Linked DNA regions of Mus musculus: region 1 is linked to region 2. Evidence: chromatin contacts called from public promoter capture Hi-C data. All regions are on one chromosome and are shown on one strand. Each heading gives the region's core, a stretch centred on a gene start, on an enhancer-like site or on the middle of the called end of the contact. The rest is flanking DNA. Distances are from core to core; before and after follow the strand shown.

Region 1 (7,661 bases), core at 3,825-6,324, 2.0 Mb before region 2:
TACCAGGTGGGCATAGTGGTCAACTTGTAACCCAGCACTCAGCAGGAAGGACAGGGTCTACAGCAGCACTCAGCAGGAAGGACAGGGGTCTACAGCAGCACTCAGCAGGAAGGACAGGGTCTACAGCAGCACTCAGCAGGAAGGACAGGGTCTACAGCAAGCTGGCTGGTGAGAGTAGCCATCTCAGCAAGCCCTGGGCTTGACCGAGACCCCATGATAATGAGTGAGGCAGTAAAGCAAGCCAACAAGACTCCAAACTCAACCTTGAACCCCCATCTGCATCTATGCCCATCACACCCATGTGTACACATATGCTTGTGCACCCACACATCTATGTATACACACACACACACACACACACACACACACACACACACACAACTTGTAAATGGAAAATGAAACAGGAGGGTAAGTGGCCAGGACAGGGACTACCCTCCCAAGCACCTGTCTGAATGAGCCACTCAGCCAGCAGGTTCACTGTCTGGGCCACTGCCGTGTAGTTCTCAGATAAGAGCTGGATGACGTTTTCTGGAGACCCTCCTGCCTGGAAATACCTGGGAAGAGCAAAAGGTCAGCTTTTACACTGAGGGGACACAGAGGAGCTGGGGTAGACAGGTGGGCAGGACAGGCAGTCGGGGTTCAGGGTCTTCTAAGGGGCCAAGGACTCTAGCCAACTTCCCTGCCGAGGTCACATTCTTCACACCCCCGAGTGTGCACACTGCCCTCGCACACCTCTTCAGAGTGTTGAAGATGGAGGGCTCCATGATGTAGTCCCGGGTGGAAAACTTATGCAGGCATTCCTGCTGCACCTCAGCATCGTCCTCTCCTTCTCCGGAATCATCTTCCTGATGCTGGGAAAGGCAAGAGCCCCGAGAGGTCCCCTTAATATATAAATGCCCTGCAATCTTGCTCTAGAGATCTCAAAGACCATTTTCAAAGTGTCACACGCATGATCTCATCTGACCCTATAACAACCTCACGATGTGAGCTAGACAAGAGGCAGCTTCAAAGGGGTCAGGAACCACACCAAGCACGCTATCTGCTGGATGGTCCACAGTGGTGAGTCTTGTACACCAGGCCTGGCATTCTCTTTCAACAAAGGCATTCATGACTCCATTCCAGTCAGGAGTGGGGTCTATGAGCTGGCCTAGGGAGGACCAAGAGTGACAGCTGACATTCAGCTCAACAGTCAGCCACCGACACTACTCCACACCGGCTCCCCGATGCTCTCCAGTAAAGACTAACAGAGTGACTCTTGACAGTAAGAGCCACCAAGTTACACTTACTATCACCAACCCTCCAAATGACAGGCTTGTCTAGATTTAGACATACTTCTAGCTGGAGGCCACCCACGCTGGCTGTCTGACCTGCTAACAAATACATGGTATGAGCCGGGCAGTGGTGGCGCACACCTTTAATCCCAGCACTTGGGAGGCAGAGGCAGGCGGATTTCTGAGTTCAAGGCCAGCCTGGTCTACAGAGTGAGTTTCAGGATAGCCAGGGCTACACAGAGAAACCCTGTCTCGAAAAAAGAAAAAAAAAAAGCCAATAAAAAAACAAAAACAAATACATGGTATGGTGGACCGAGTGACCTCAGGTCTGTCTGGCTGCAAAGCTGTCGTCAAAATAGCAAGCAGATACTCTGTAACAATGACTGCACTGAGTCTGGGAACCTGAAAAATACAAGACATAGTGTTTCCATGGGAGGAGTTCGCAAAGTAGGAGGCCAACCTCCAGGCAACTGACATGATGAGGTAAGAGCCAGGCCAGGAACCAGCAAAAGAGCCAAACTCAATCCTCTCCCTGTTCTCGTAAAGAAAATATTGAAACACAATTATAGCCACTCTTGTGCATTATTATCCGTGACTACTTCTCCTAATCTGGTTGTTAAGTAGTTATGAAACAGCCCCACACAACCTAAGACACATACAATGTGGCTCTTTACAAGAACTTTGTCCCAGTGGTCTAGACTCTCTGACAGCAATGTGCTAGGAGCAGACAGAGTCCACCGACTTCATTCTGATGGCTGGGGTGTATTCTCTCGGACCACATCTCTAAAGGGTGCCTGCAGAAGGTTGCACTTCAATCTAAGAGCCACTCAAACGATGTCAGCATTGCCAGGCTTCTACCCTGCCCCCCACCCTGACAATATTTCTCCGACACACCAGGCCTTGAAGCCTCTCTCATGTCTACAGCTTCAGCCGGCTGGACCTGTCTTGACCACTTCAGATGGAAGCATGCAACACCCTTTCCCACTCTACATCCCAACAGGACTCTGAACTCTCAAGTTCAACTGATCCGGTCTTTGCCTGGAAACAGAGCAGCCCGCACAACGAGACTTCAATAAATGACTCCTCTAGTCAGCCATGTGCCACCCAGAAACCTTGGATGTGTCCTCAGTTTCTCCTCCTCTCCCTTCCCTCCTACTGTCTGCCAGCAAGCCCCCCCACCCCCCGCACTCCATCTCCCATTCGAGGGTCCAGGATGCTTCCTGCAGCAACACCTCCATACGCCTGCCTCAATCTGTGACCCCACGAAATCACCTTTCACGTCGATGCTACCCTCGTTAAGTCACAAATCTGACCTAGCTGCTTAGTTTCCTGTTTCCCTCGGCAGGGAAAAGAACCCCAGCTCTGATGTAACCCTGTCCTGCTTACCTGTGCAGTCTCAGCTACCATCAGTCCCGTGTACATCCTGTGGACAACTCATCTAAGTGTCTATAAGTCAATTGCTTTGAGCTCCCACCATCCGGACTCAACAGCACTGTAGGCTCTCTACCTCGTCCTGTCCCCAAACCAGGGAAGATGGACCCAGCTCAAGTCTCCATCCTCCAGCCCTCTGGACTTTCGCCCCTTCAAGTACAGTCAGAGAATAGAGATGAAGCAAGTGGGCAAAGCGCAGGGGTGTGCAGTGTTTTCACACTGTCACATTCCCACCTACAGGCGTGCTGAACCACAGTCAGGACACCTAAGTCACAGGTGTGACACCCCACTAGCTCATCCCTCTCATTGGAGAGAACACATTAGGGTCAACAGGTCAAACCAGCGTCACTAAGACTGAAATTCAGTGCCAGGTATAGTGGCGCACACCTTTAATCCCAGCACTTGGGAGGCAGAGGCAGGCAGATTTCTGAGTTCGAAGCCAGCCTTGTCTACAAAGTGAGTTCCAGGACAGCCAGGGCTACACAGAGAAACCCTGTCTCGAAAAACCAAAAACAAAAAAAAAAAGGACTGAAATTCAGTGGACTCTAGGCCAGGGCCTGGCACGCCTAACCCTCAACAGACACAGAACATGGACGACAACCACCAAGCTAATCCACAGAGTACTTTCTTGTGTCTGTGTGGTCTCCTGAGATGTTCCTGTGTGTACATTGTCTGTGTGTAGATGTTAGAGATCAAGGTTGGGTGTCTTCTCCAGTCACTCTCCACACCCCTTTTTGAAGGTCTCTCGGTAACACGGACGGTTCAGCTGGCTGGCCAGGGGGCTCCAGGGATCCCCCGGTGCTGGATTACAGACAAGAGCTTTTTATGTGGATGATAGTTTCTGAACTCAGGACCTAGTGCTCCTGTGGCAAGCACAGTACTCGCTAAGCCATCCCCGACTCTTACTGAATCTGAACCACCTCAGTTACTGAGCCACTTAAGTGACACAAAGGACATCACTCTGAGTCTTCTTTCCTTCCTTATGCCCTGGGCAGGTGGCTGAGTCTTTCTGCCTTATTTTACTTATGAATAACACTCAATTCAAACTCTAGAACAGTGGTTCTCAGCCTTCCTAATGCTGCAACCCTTCAACACAGTTCCTCATGCTGTGGTGAACTCCACCTGTAAAATTACTTTTGTTGTTACTTCATAACTGTCATCTGCTACTGTTAGGAATCACAATGTGAATATGCAAGATATCTGATATGACCCCCACAGGGTCACAGCCCACAGGTTGAGAACTGCTGCTCTAGCGCCTAGCCTGCGATACCACACAAAAGCACTTAGCCCAACATCCAAATTAGCTAAATCCAACTCTATATATCCACCTCCGAGTTCCCAAGTGATGTAGTATGCTCTAGCATACAAACAGATGCCCAGGGTCTTATGTCCTACTGGTCAGCAGCTAGCTCTATAGGACCCCTGGAAGCTGCAACTGATGACTGACAGCTCCTGGTCCAGCAACCAACCAACCAACCACGGAGGGCTTCCCTCACTCGGTTCCAGAAACCCCTCACCTTTCCTCCATCACCCTCACTGCACCACTGACCACTCCACTGGTATACCTCACTGCATCCCATATTCATTCAAAGCTCATCTCACTTCCTGTAGAAAAGCCAAATTCCAGGGCCCCTACTCACTGTCCAGAAGGATATGGGAGGCTTAAGTCAGTCATACAGCTGGGTGGACTTCTGATTTCCTAACCCTGGTGTTTGGGGGGACACTGAACGATACCCGTTCCCCATCTCTCACCCAAATCTTGGACAGTCGGGGCTACGAGATCTTTCCTGTCCTGTACTCTAAGGATGAATGAAATCACCCAAAAGTGGAAAAAAAAGTTTGGTCTGTCCAGCACCGGAGAGTGTTTTCCCAACCCCAGAATGCTGCTGGAGTTTGGAGTTAGTTTGTTCACTGTATCACTGTGGTCCACTTCTCCCTTAGAGTCTGTCCTGCCCCCTCGGGCACCATGGCTTCTGCTTCGCAGAGATCAGCCCCAGGTGTCACTGGGAATCGGAATGCATGGGAAACTGAGGTCCCTAACGGGGCAGGACCGGCCCGAAGCCCTGAGTGCAGTTCCTGGACCCGCTTTGCTAGGGTCCGGGGTCGGAGGTCAGGGAGTCAAGGGTCACGGGTCCCCGTACCCGGGTCTGGCCGGAGCAGGAGCCGCGAGGACAGGACACAAACCCGGCTTCCTGGCGGAACGCCTACGGCCCTCTCACCTGGCCGCCGTCTGCCTCTTCGCCCCACTCTGAGGCATTCCCGAAGTAGTCTTCTCCCATAATTGTACCCGGCGCCGGACCCGCCATATCTGCCGCGTCTCCTCACTGCGCGTGCGCCGGACACAACAAATGGAAGAGCGCGTGCGCGGTTCTGGGCCTCAGGCAAGGCTAGAGAGGCGGAGTTGGAAAGGGGCGTGGTTACAGAGGAGGCGTGGCCTAGTCTTTGGCCTGCTGGGCGGGGAAACACCTTGTAGGATCTCTCATGAGCAAGATGGCTTGAGTCACAGCTTTATGTCTGCCCAGAACACTTCCAAGTTACCTTTTCTCCTTTTTAAGACAGGGTCTCGCCGGGCGCGGTGGCGCACGCCTTTAATCCCAGCACTCGGGAGGCAGAGGCAGGCGAATTTCTGAGTTCGAGGCCAGCCTGGTCTACAAAGTGAGTTCCAGGACAGCCAGAGCTATACAGAGAAACCCTGTCTCAAAAAAAAAAAAAAAAAAAAAAAAGACAGGGTCTCACTCGGAAGTGCAAGCATGCTTCCAGTTGCTATAAAAACCTCGAACCTTCAGTGAGCTTAAGCTTTGCCTGGACAGTGCAGCTGCCAACCGAGCAGGTATCACAGAAATGTTCGGATTTCTTTTACTATGGGCAAAAAGTACTCGGTGCATTGCAGAGCGAGATATAAAACATATTTCCAGTGGAGGAGGCCCTACAGCCTACAAAAGCCATGACTGGGCTCTGGAAAAGTGGACCCACTGAACACCTAGACTGAAGATACCTGGAGAGGCCTCCTGGCAGGTGGCCCCAAATCATCGATCGGGGAGGTTAACACCATGGGCTCTGGATGCAGACAGTGAGGAGAGGCTAGAGAAAAGAGCCAGCCATGTAGTACAGTCCTCAGGCACTGTCTGCAGAGCTGTTGGAATGCTATTTTACTTCTTCCTTCCTTCCATCATTTGACAAGTGTTTGTTGAATAACTCCTAAGTGCCTGGATCATTGATAACACCTGGAGTACAGTGACGTACTCAGGGACGAGATCCTTGCCACTTTGCCACCCATGATCCGAGGGAGCTAGCCTGCAAACAAAGGGGAGAAATGATAATACTGGATAACCAAAGTAAATAGTCTGTAATGATAGAAGAGACTTTCCCAAGATGCTCAGGGTGGCTCTTTCCATTCCAAATAACCTGGTGAAGAAAGTCCCCCACCAGAGCTTGTGGCACCCTGCATTGTAGTTGATGCCAGAGCCACCCAAGGTGACAACCACTTGCAAGGCTTTAGTCCGATGGCACATTGAAGCACTAGACACAGAGTTAGCAGGTAGTCAGCAGGAATTAGTTATTATAAAAGTTCATCTGGATTTTTGTTTAAGGAAAGTGATGGAACAGATATATCTGGAATGTCTAGCTATTTGCTACACCCAAAGAGGACTTATGGAGAGGAGGGAGGAAACCAGAGTTGCAGGGAGTGAGGAGGAAGGTGGAAAGGCAAGGAATGGTCTGGTAAGAGGCTACTTAGACTTCCAGTCTGTACACTCACAGATAGCCCAGCAGGAGGTAGGTTTCTGCCTGGGGACAAAGATGTGTTCAGGCTGAGGCCATTGGAGGCAACCCTGAAAGGCTTCTTTGCAGATGGTGGAAGGACCACTTTCCATCTCTCTGCTTGGTGGGTCTAGATCCAGCTCACATGATGAAGGAGCTTTAAGTTCAGGAGTGCCCTGCTATGGATTTGTTTCAGGCTCATTTTTATTTGTTTTCTGAAAATGTTGGGAATAATGAATGTCTGTTAAATTCCAACTATGGCTCTTAGATACTGTCTGAGTGGAAAGCAGGCAGATTCATTTATGAATAATTAATTGCACGTACAGAAGCAGGGATTGTCTAACTCACCTCTCCCTTAACCAATAAATGGCTAATTATGACAGTGGTTAACAAGCCTAGCAGCATTGCATCCAGCCTATGTCACTGTTGCTAGAATAACTGATCGCTAGCCTCCTGAGATACTACTGTTCTCTGGAAAGACTCATCCAGCCTGATTTCCTTAGCTTTCATTACCTGAAATTAATCCTCTAGTTATTTGTTCCCTTGGTTAAGAGGTCTATGGGAGGGCTGGAGAGATGACTCAGCAGGTAAGAGCTCTGACTGCTCTTCTGAAGGTCCTGAGTTCAAATCCCAGCAACCATATGGTGGCTCACAACCGCCCGTAATGAGATCTGACACCTTCTTCTGGCCTGTCTGAAGACAGCTACAGTATACTCACATACAATGAATAAATCTTTAAAATAAAAAAAAAGAGGTCTATGAGAGCTAGAAGTTGTGGTCTCATGTGATCCATTAAAGAAATATTCAGTGAGTGCCTCCCAGGTAGCATGGGCTAAGACCTGAGCTGGGCACACAGCCTGTCAATCACTAGGAAAGAGAAGAGAGAAAGGGGAATCTGTCACAGATAGGAAGGAAGGCAGAAGCCTAAAGCAGGGGTCATTCGGAAGTTTTCCAGGGAAATGTTGAGACTTAAGGTCCTGAAGCTGAAGGGTGAGGAGAGAAGAGAGACGCATGTTGACAGTGGGGTCACTGAGGGGCCTCAGCAGGGAAGCACTTGCCCCCAGCCTGGGGACACGTCAAAACATAAAGTCGGGGTGGGGAGAGCCGGGAGAGGGTGTCTGCAGCACCAGCCTCCCTGGACTTCCTCACAAGCTGTTCCTGCTGTCCATCGCCTTGGTTTGTCGCTCTTGGGCCCTGAGA
Region 2 (7,430 bases), core at 1,256-3,755:
CACGATCCTAATATCAACAGAAATTCTGGTCTACCTGGTGAGTATGGAACGGGAAGGTGAAGACGGCGTGGAACTGAGACAAAGAACAAAGCAAGCAGTGTCTGTTAAGTAGGGAACCAAGCGGAGGAGCATGGAGGAGACAGGGTAATCTTTATAGGGGTGAGAGGGCCGTGAGTCCTGAGCTGGGACTTGAGGGGAGTGCCCGGCAGATGGGTACAATATATGAGAAGCAGCTTCGTCCCCTGGACTCCACCCACTCTTTCAGTACCACCACTGTATTCTGCATACATCCACATTGAAGGTACACAGGAGTGATTTCATAAACTGCCCCGGGCAAGCCTGGAGACCGTCCTTCTGGAATCCACACCCACGGTTTACCTAGCTTGATGAGATGCAGGAGCTGCTCCGAGGGGGCGCACACCGACTGGGGCTTGATCTCATTGATGAGGCCATTGGCGATACTAATGTAACCGTCGTAGAGCAGCTGGCTAATGATCAGCTTGTAGAGCTGCTGCCGGTCCTTCAAACCCACTTTGGTTCTGTACATTTTGCAGAAGAGTATGACAGTTTCCCTGACCGCTGCAAGAGAAACCAGGCACTGAGTAAAAGGCAGGGAGAGGCACACCCCAGGCCCTGGAAACACAGGGCTCCTAGGCCAGGCGTAACACACACTTCAATCTCAGCTTCAGTAGGTGTTTTATCTTAGGATGGCGACCTTGCTTTCTCTGTTCAGGCTCCTCAGCTGTTACCTAAGTTACTGGAGTTTAATCAAAATGGTGCACAGAAAGTGCATAAAGAAACTATTAAAATAACATCACTGATAGATACAGTAGGATCCCTGACCATCTTCTCTTCGCTGATAAACTTTTATTCCCTGTTGCTATCCCTCCGATTCTTCTGTCAACTGTGGAGTCTGCAATGTTTCGGTGGCTGCCTGGACCACTTTACACCAGCTGGAATGTAAATCTACTAGTGACTGTTGTGCTTATTTTTAAAACTTGTTTCCAGGCAACCGAGCTCATTATTATAATTATACAACTTGATGAGGTAGTACATGAACACACAAATACATCATAAAAAACAAATAAGGATAACAGAATGAAAAAATAAGCTAAGTTCAATGCTTTGGGAAGATCCTAAGTTAAACTGCTTAATAAAAATGTGTCAAGCACATGCCCCATGTCTTTATTCCCAGCACTTGGGATGCAGAGGCAGGCAGATCCCTGTGATATTGAGACCAGCCTTGTCTATAGATCCCTATCACAGGCCAGCCAGGACTACATAGTGGGACCCTATCACAAACAAAAAAATGATTACCATCAAAACAAATAAATGTAAAAATCCAAACACATTATACTCTTAAGATCTAAGCTCTCCAAACAAAACTGATTTCTTAATCAACCTGGGTGGGTAATTTGATAAGTATGTGTGTGGTTAGATGTTTGACTATAGGAGTCTGGAGACATCAAGCAAGAAGGTAGCCTGGAGAAACAGCCAAGAGTTACAATGCTTGCTGACAGACACCCCGGGCTCAGTTTTAAACCAAATGACTAGCAAGGCCACACAGCATAGTACTGACCAGAGTTCTTAACAATAATAACACCATGCAGGTCCTACTGGCAGATGCGGTGCCAAGCACCTAATTAGCATCCAATCACTAAACGAAGCTATTCAATATATTCGTGTTCATTAGAAAGAAATGGGGGCTGGAAAGATGGCTCAGTGGTTAAGAGCACTGTCTGCTCTTCCAAAGGACCTGGGTTCAATTCCCATGGCGGCTTACAACTGTCTCTAACTCCAGTTCCAAGGGGCCTGCCACCTAGACACCAATGCATGTAAAATAAAGCTAAATAAGTTTTTTTTTAAAAAGAAAGAAATGAATACAAATCTACCCCTGCATAAGATATTGGGACACAACAGAGGGTGAAATGTGTTCTAAGAATCTAGGGCACCCGTTCAAGTTAAGCCCTCCCCTTCCCCTCAAAGTTGAGGGGGAGCCTGCACACTCCAGAGCCCAGAACTTAACCATTTGACCTATCATCTTTACTCCTGTCAGGAAACATCTGGGGTTGTATCACGACATTTAAAGAAAACGGGGGTGGGAGAAGGAGGTTGAGCCTTTACTTAACTCCCCGCTTAACTTCCAATGGGACACAGATAACTTATATCCTTCCCGGAGGGGACACCGAGGCACGAGACCGGAGGAGCTCGCCCCCGGAAAGCTAACACCGGGGAATGCAGGGGGCCCAAAGCGAAGCCGCGCGACCACTTCTGCTCAGGGCGGAATTCCGGCTTGGACCCACCGGGACCGAGGCCCTTTGAGAGCCGGGGTGCAGGCCGGGCCGGCCAACTCTAGGACACGGACTTGGGGCGAGCGGCCTCCTGCCATCCTCTCCGTTAGCCCCGGTCCTTCACGTGATCCACTACAGACCCTAGCCAACCACACTAGCCCGCTTCCTTACGCCCCCTTGACCCCGTACCCGCAGATCAGGGTCTCGGTCTCCCGCTCTCTTCTAGAAAAATGGAGGAGCGAATCGTGCCCGATCGATCGCTCGGAGTGCACACCCAGTGCGCACGTGCAAAGGGCATGCAGCCGAGCGCCGAGCATCCCTGCTCCCTCGCAAGTCTGCCCTTCTCGCCATCTTACTCACTGGCACGTTCGAGACGCTCATTCACCGTCTCCGAACTAATCACCTCCGCGACTGCCTTGAATCCAAAGGGCTGTGTGTGACTGGCGAACGCCTGATCCTGGGGAGCACGGCGGGCGATAGAACGGCCGCAGATCGGACGGGCCGTTGGTGCACCACTTCCGGGCTCCGACAGCTCAGTGCGCCTGCGCCCAGCTACGGCAGGGAACGAGCTTCCCATAGTCGCGTTTACGGTGAGCCAATCACAGAACGGCATTGCTCCGGCTCTAGCCAATCAGCTCTTGGAGTAGAGGGTTTGACTCCTATTTTAAAAGGAGAACCTTTGAATTGTAACGGCTGAGCTACCGGGATCGCTTGGAGGCTTCGGTCGGGAGCAGGTTCCTGCCTGTGAGTTGGAAAGGGACATGGCTGTTGAGGGCGAGCCTGGATGCTGCAAACGGATAGGGAAGGCTGTGTGGCGTCGGGGTAATGGACTGTCTCAGTGGGTTTGCATTCTGTTTAAGAAAGGTCCAGACGTTTAAGATTTCCCGGCTTGGTTTTAGGTTCTTGTGGGAATGGGGATCCAGACCATCAGCTAACCGAGTAATTTGCAAACCGATGGTGGATGCGGGAACTGCGGCTTATTGGGGACTGCTTCGGGTGGAGAATCAGAGTCTAAGTCGACTCGACGAGTCTGTGGATGAACGGGAGTTCCCTCGTAGAGTGCCCAGGACTGGTGCTGCTCTTCCCGCAGCCTTCTGAGCAGTTTATGTCGGGACTACTTGAGGGTCTGTTTCAAAGCGCAGACCCGCTAAAGCTCAGTTTGTAGAATATTCCAGAAGTTTTAGGATTGAACACTGCCTTCGTGGTGGCCGCCGCTGTTTATTCCAACAGTAAGGTGGTGGAGGCAGGATCAAGTCAAAGGTCATCCTCAGCTACACAGTAGGTCCGAAAAACCAGCCTAAATTACATCCACATACGTCCCTACCTCAACACCTCCATCCCCACCACACACACACACACACACACACACACACACACACACACACCTAAATGTGTGGTTGCTTACATCAGCAGTCTGAGGCAGGAGGTTAGCCTTCGATTTAAGGCCAGCCACAGCTAATAAGTGAGAGCCTGTCTGGGGATGTAGTTCAGTTAGTAGGGTGCTTGCCTAGCCAGCCCTGGATTCCATTCCCAGCACTTGGAACCCCGAGGATGGTGATGACCTCTGTGGTCCTAGCACTGCGGAACTGCAGGCGGGAGGATCAGGAGTTCAGAGTAATCCTCCACCGTATAGCATGCTCAAGGCCAGCCTGGGATCCATGGAACTCTTGTCTCTACCACAAACATAAAGGTTAGGTGTGGTCTTGCATTCTTTTAATCCCAGCCTTTTGGAGGCAGAGGGAGGAACTCGGTGAGTTCAAGGCCAGCTTGGTCTACCTACATAATGAGTTCCAGAACAGCCAGGACTACCCAGGGAGACCCTGTCTCAAAAAAAAAATCCAAACCTAACAAACAAATCCTGGCTCCACTGCAAATACAGGAAATAGAAACCTCTTAGGGATAAGACCCTGGTGTAGCTATTATGGGAAAGCTAAACTGCAGGGCTGGTTATTAACCTTGGTCTGGGGCCCAGGAGTGTGAGGTAGCTGCAACTGCAGTCCTTTGCTCAGGGCTTCTGCCTCCTGCCTAGCTTCCCTGATCTGAAAAGGGGAACCCTGTGGCATGTGCAACTTTCTTGTAGTAAATCTTTGAGCTGAGTGAGAACCATCAAGGTCATTTGGTGTAGATCCGAAGGTGAAGGACTTGGACTCCTCCTAAAAGAAAGGCTCTTGTTTCCTTTTTCAGGTGACATGGACAGATGTAAAGAAAACTGTGTCTCCAGGCCTGTTAAGGTACAGAATTACCTGTATTTACAATTTCGGCTTTTAAAAGATTTATTTCTGCCGGGCGTGGTGGCGCATGCCTTTAATCCCAACACTGGGGATGCAAGGAGGCAGAGGCAGGCGGATTTCTGAGTTTGAGGCCAGTCTGGTCTACAGAGTGAGTTCCAGGACAGCCAGGGCTACACAGAGAAACTCTGTCTTGAAAAAAACTAAAAACAAAACAAAACAAAAAGCAAACCCAAAACGAAAACAAACAAAAGATTTCTTTGCTTATTTTATGACTATGAATGTGTCTTCATGCACACTAGAAGAGGGCATTACAGATGGTTATAAGCCACCATGTGGTTGCTGGGAATTGAACTCAGGACCTCTGGAAGAGTAGCCAGTACTCTTCATCGCTGAGCCATCTCTCCAGCCCCCACAATCGGTATTTTTTAAATGATGTGCATTTTGTTTGTGTGCACCTATGCATATGCCACTGTGTAGGTCAGAGAGCAACTTGTCAGAGTGGGTCCAGAGACCCTAACCCAGGTCCTTAGGCTTGGCTGTAAAAGACCTTAGTCCCTGAGCAAATCTGTACAGTGCTCGTGGAATCGAATCCTTTCCTCCGTGGCTTTGGGTAGAAACTTTAGGTTGACCCTGCCTGGAGGCTACCTGAGCCTCTGTTTCTTCAGGAAATGGCTCTGCTGTGGAAACCTCAGACCCTCTGAGCTCATGGTGGATCCTGAGCGCCTCATTTAAGGAGGAGGGAGTGCCAGCGTCTCTGAGTGTGATTAGTTTAGTCTTAAGATCTCGTTAAGACTGACACAACACAGATCATCCCGTGCAGTAGTGATTGTTTTCAAGGCCTCCGTGGTCTTCTTTGTCCTTTTTTTCCTATTGAAAAACATAATTTCTATGCATTTTAGTTTTGGAGATAACATTCTTAAAAAATATTTCTGTTGGGTGGGGCTTGGTGGGCACACCTCTAATCCCAGTATTTAGGAGTCAGTAGTGGGCAGACTGAGATAGAGGCCAGGCTGTTCTATATTGTGAGTCTGGGACTGGCCAGGATTACACAGTGAGACGTGGTCAAATAAGTGCTGTGATAGAAAGACCCAGGGGATGGATGATCTGAGAGAACGGCAATACGCCCTGGAAGCCCAGCATAACCTTAGATTTAGACTGTTTTTTTTTTTTCAAAATTGCTTGAGGATGATTCTATCGTCTTTTCTCCTAAACGTAAAATTGCTGCAAGGATTTGATATAAACTTTCAGTAACAATAAAGTTTGCCTCAGGCGCAGAGGCTGGCCTAGAACTCAGTCAGTGCCCCTCCTGCCTCAGCCTCAGTACTGGATCACAGGTGTGGAGTGCCAGCGTCCGGGCCGCTGGGTTTCACAGGTGCTCAGGGTTTCCATCCCTGGATGGCGGCTTATTCGCGAGTGGTTAAGGAAGCGGGGTTTGAGTCGGTCGAGTCCTCCCTTAGGGCGCGTGCACAATAAGGCAGCTTCAGCCGCCTCCCCTTTACTTTACTTATTAAAGAGTTGTTTATATATTTATATCTTTTGTGGATGAATGTTTGCCTGCATGTAGCCAGAAGAGAGGGTCAGATCTGGCTCTGGAGTTATAGGTGGTTGTGAGTCACCGCGTGGATGCTGGGAATGGGAGCCAGAGCCTCTGAGAGGGCAGGCAGTGCTCTTGACTGCTCAGTCCTCTCTCTGCCCCCCATTCCCATTTGTCATACAAGATATTAGGGGTTTTGTTAGACTGCAAAGGACACTTGGTTCTTGGGGTAGCAGCAGCCTTTCCTGAAGCCATAACGCCTGTCTTCTCTCCATCTCAGACCACTGTTCCCTTCGGTCCGAAACGCGTCTTGGTGACTGAGCAGATTCCGTCTCAGAACCTAGGATCTGCTAGCAGTGGCCAGGCCCAGCGGGTCCTGTGTCCTTCTAACTCCCAGCGTGTCCCTTCACAAGCCCAGAAACTTGGAGCAGGTCAGAAGCCGGCACCAAAGCAGTTGCCAGCTGCCAGTGTTCCTAGGCCTGTGTCCCGGCTCAATAACCCCCAGAAGAATGAGCAGCCTGCAGCCTCCGGTAAGTGGTCTTGGGTGCTCAAATGCATAGCTTGGCGTTTATCCTTGATGTCCTAGCCTCTGTACCATGTCTGTTGAGGAGGAGAGAAAGAATGAGATCTCCATGCTCAGGTGTATGTCACACATGTCAGTGTGTCTGGGTTTGGGCTCCACCAGTGCTGGGATGCAGATACCATTGCTGGCCAAGCTCGCAGATGTCCTCTGCCCGGAGCAGAAGGAAATGTTGGATGTAATGGAGAGACTTCTGGGTTCCCAGGGCCTGGGAGGGAGGAGTTCCCCAGCATGGAGAGGGGAGTTGGAGGGTCCTTCCTGACAGGCTAGCTGGCAGAGGAGATGAGTTGGCTAGAGGAGGGAGGGAGCCAGGTGAGGTGGTAAGGGGGATGTTGGACTTTTCATTACATTACATGTCCAGGCTCACAAGTTCAGTCATAATTAGAAAATACAAACAGAGCACCACCTCCTCCCCCATCCCCCCTCCTCCTCCTTCTTCCCCCTCCTTTTCCTCCTCTTCTTCCTCTCCTCTTCCTCCTCTCCTCCTCCTCCTCCTCCTTCTCCTTCTTCTTCTTTTTGGTTTTTCGAGATAGGATTTCTCTGTGCAGCCCTGGCTGTTCTGGAACTCACTCTGTAGACCAGGCTGGCTTCGAACTCAGAAATCCGCCTGCCTCTGCCTCCCAAGTGCTGGGATTAAAGGTGTGCGCCACCACTGCCCAGCAGATTCTTCTTATTAACCTATAACTTCAATTTAAAGACTCTAAAGAATGTCACCTCCAAAACAAACACATTTGTTATATGACATCCTACTTTTAAGATGGCAGTGTTTGCTGTTTGAAAGCACTCCAGACAGA

Evidence for each region. Capture Hi-C pulls out chosen DNA fragments and counts their contacts.
Region 1: a contact with region 2 is called in a promoter capture Hi-C map of liver, with 3 times the contacts expected there. The contact joins the promoter of Nelfcd here to the promoter of Cstf1 in region 2. A contact is called at or near these places in 2 of 39 promoter capture datasets (liver and pre-B cells) and 1 of 9 other capture datasets (liver).

The regions. Positions count from the first base shown.
Region 1 is chr2:174,413,217-174,420,877 of GRCm38.p6, reverse strand. It overlaps Nelfcd (negative elongation factor complex member C/D, Th1l), which reads right to left and starts at 5,074. Exons shown (of 15, transcript NM_020580.3): 1 at 4,922-5,074; 2 at 733-851; 3 at 445-554. The coding sequence starts at 5,008.
Region 2 is chr2:172,366,078-172,373,507 of GRCm38.p6, reverse strand. Cstf1 (cleavage stimulation factor, 3' pre-RNA, subunit 1) reads right to left here and starts at 2,505. Exons shown (of 6, transcript NM_024199.2): 1 at 2,481-2,505; 2 at 379-579. The coding sequence starts at 547. It overlaps Aurka (aurora kinase A), which reads left to right and starts at 2,938. Exons shown (of 9, transcript NM_001291185.1): 1 at 2,938-3,035; 2 at 4,476-4,522; 3 at 6,337-6,586. The coding sequence starts at 4,481.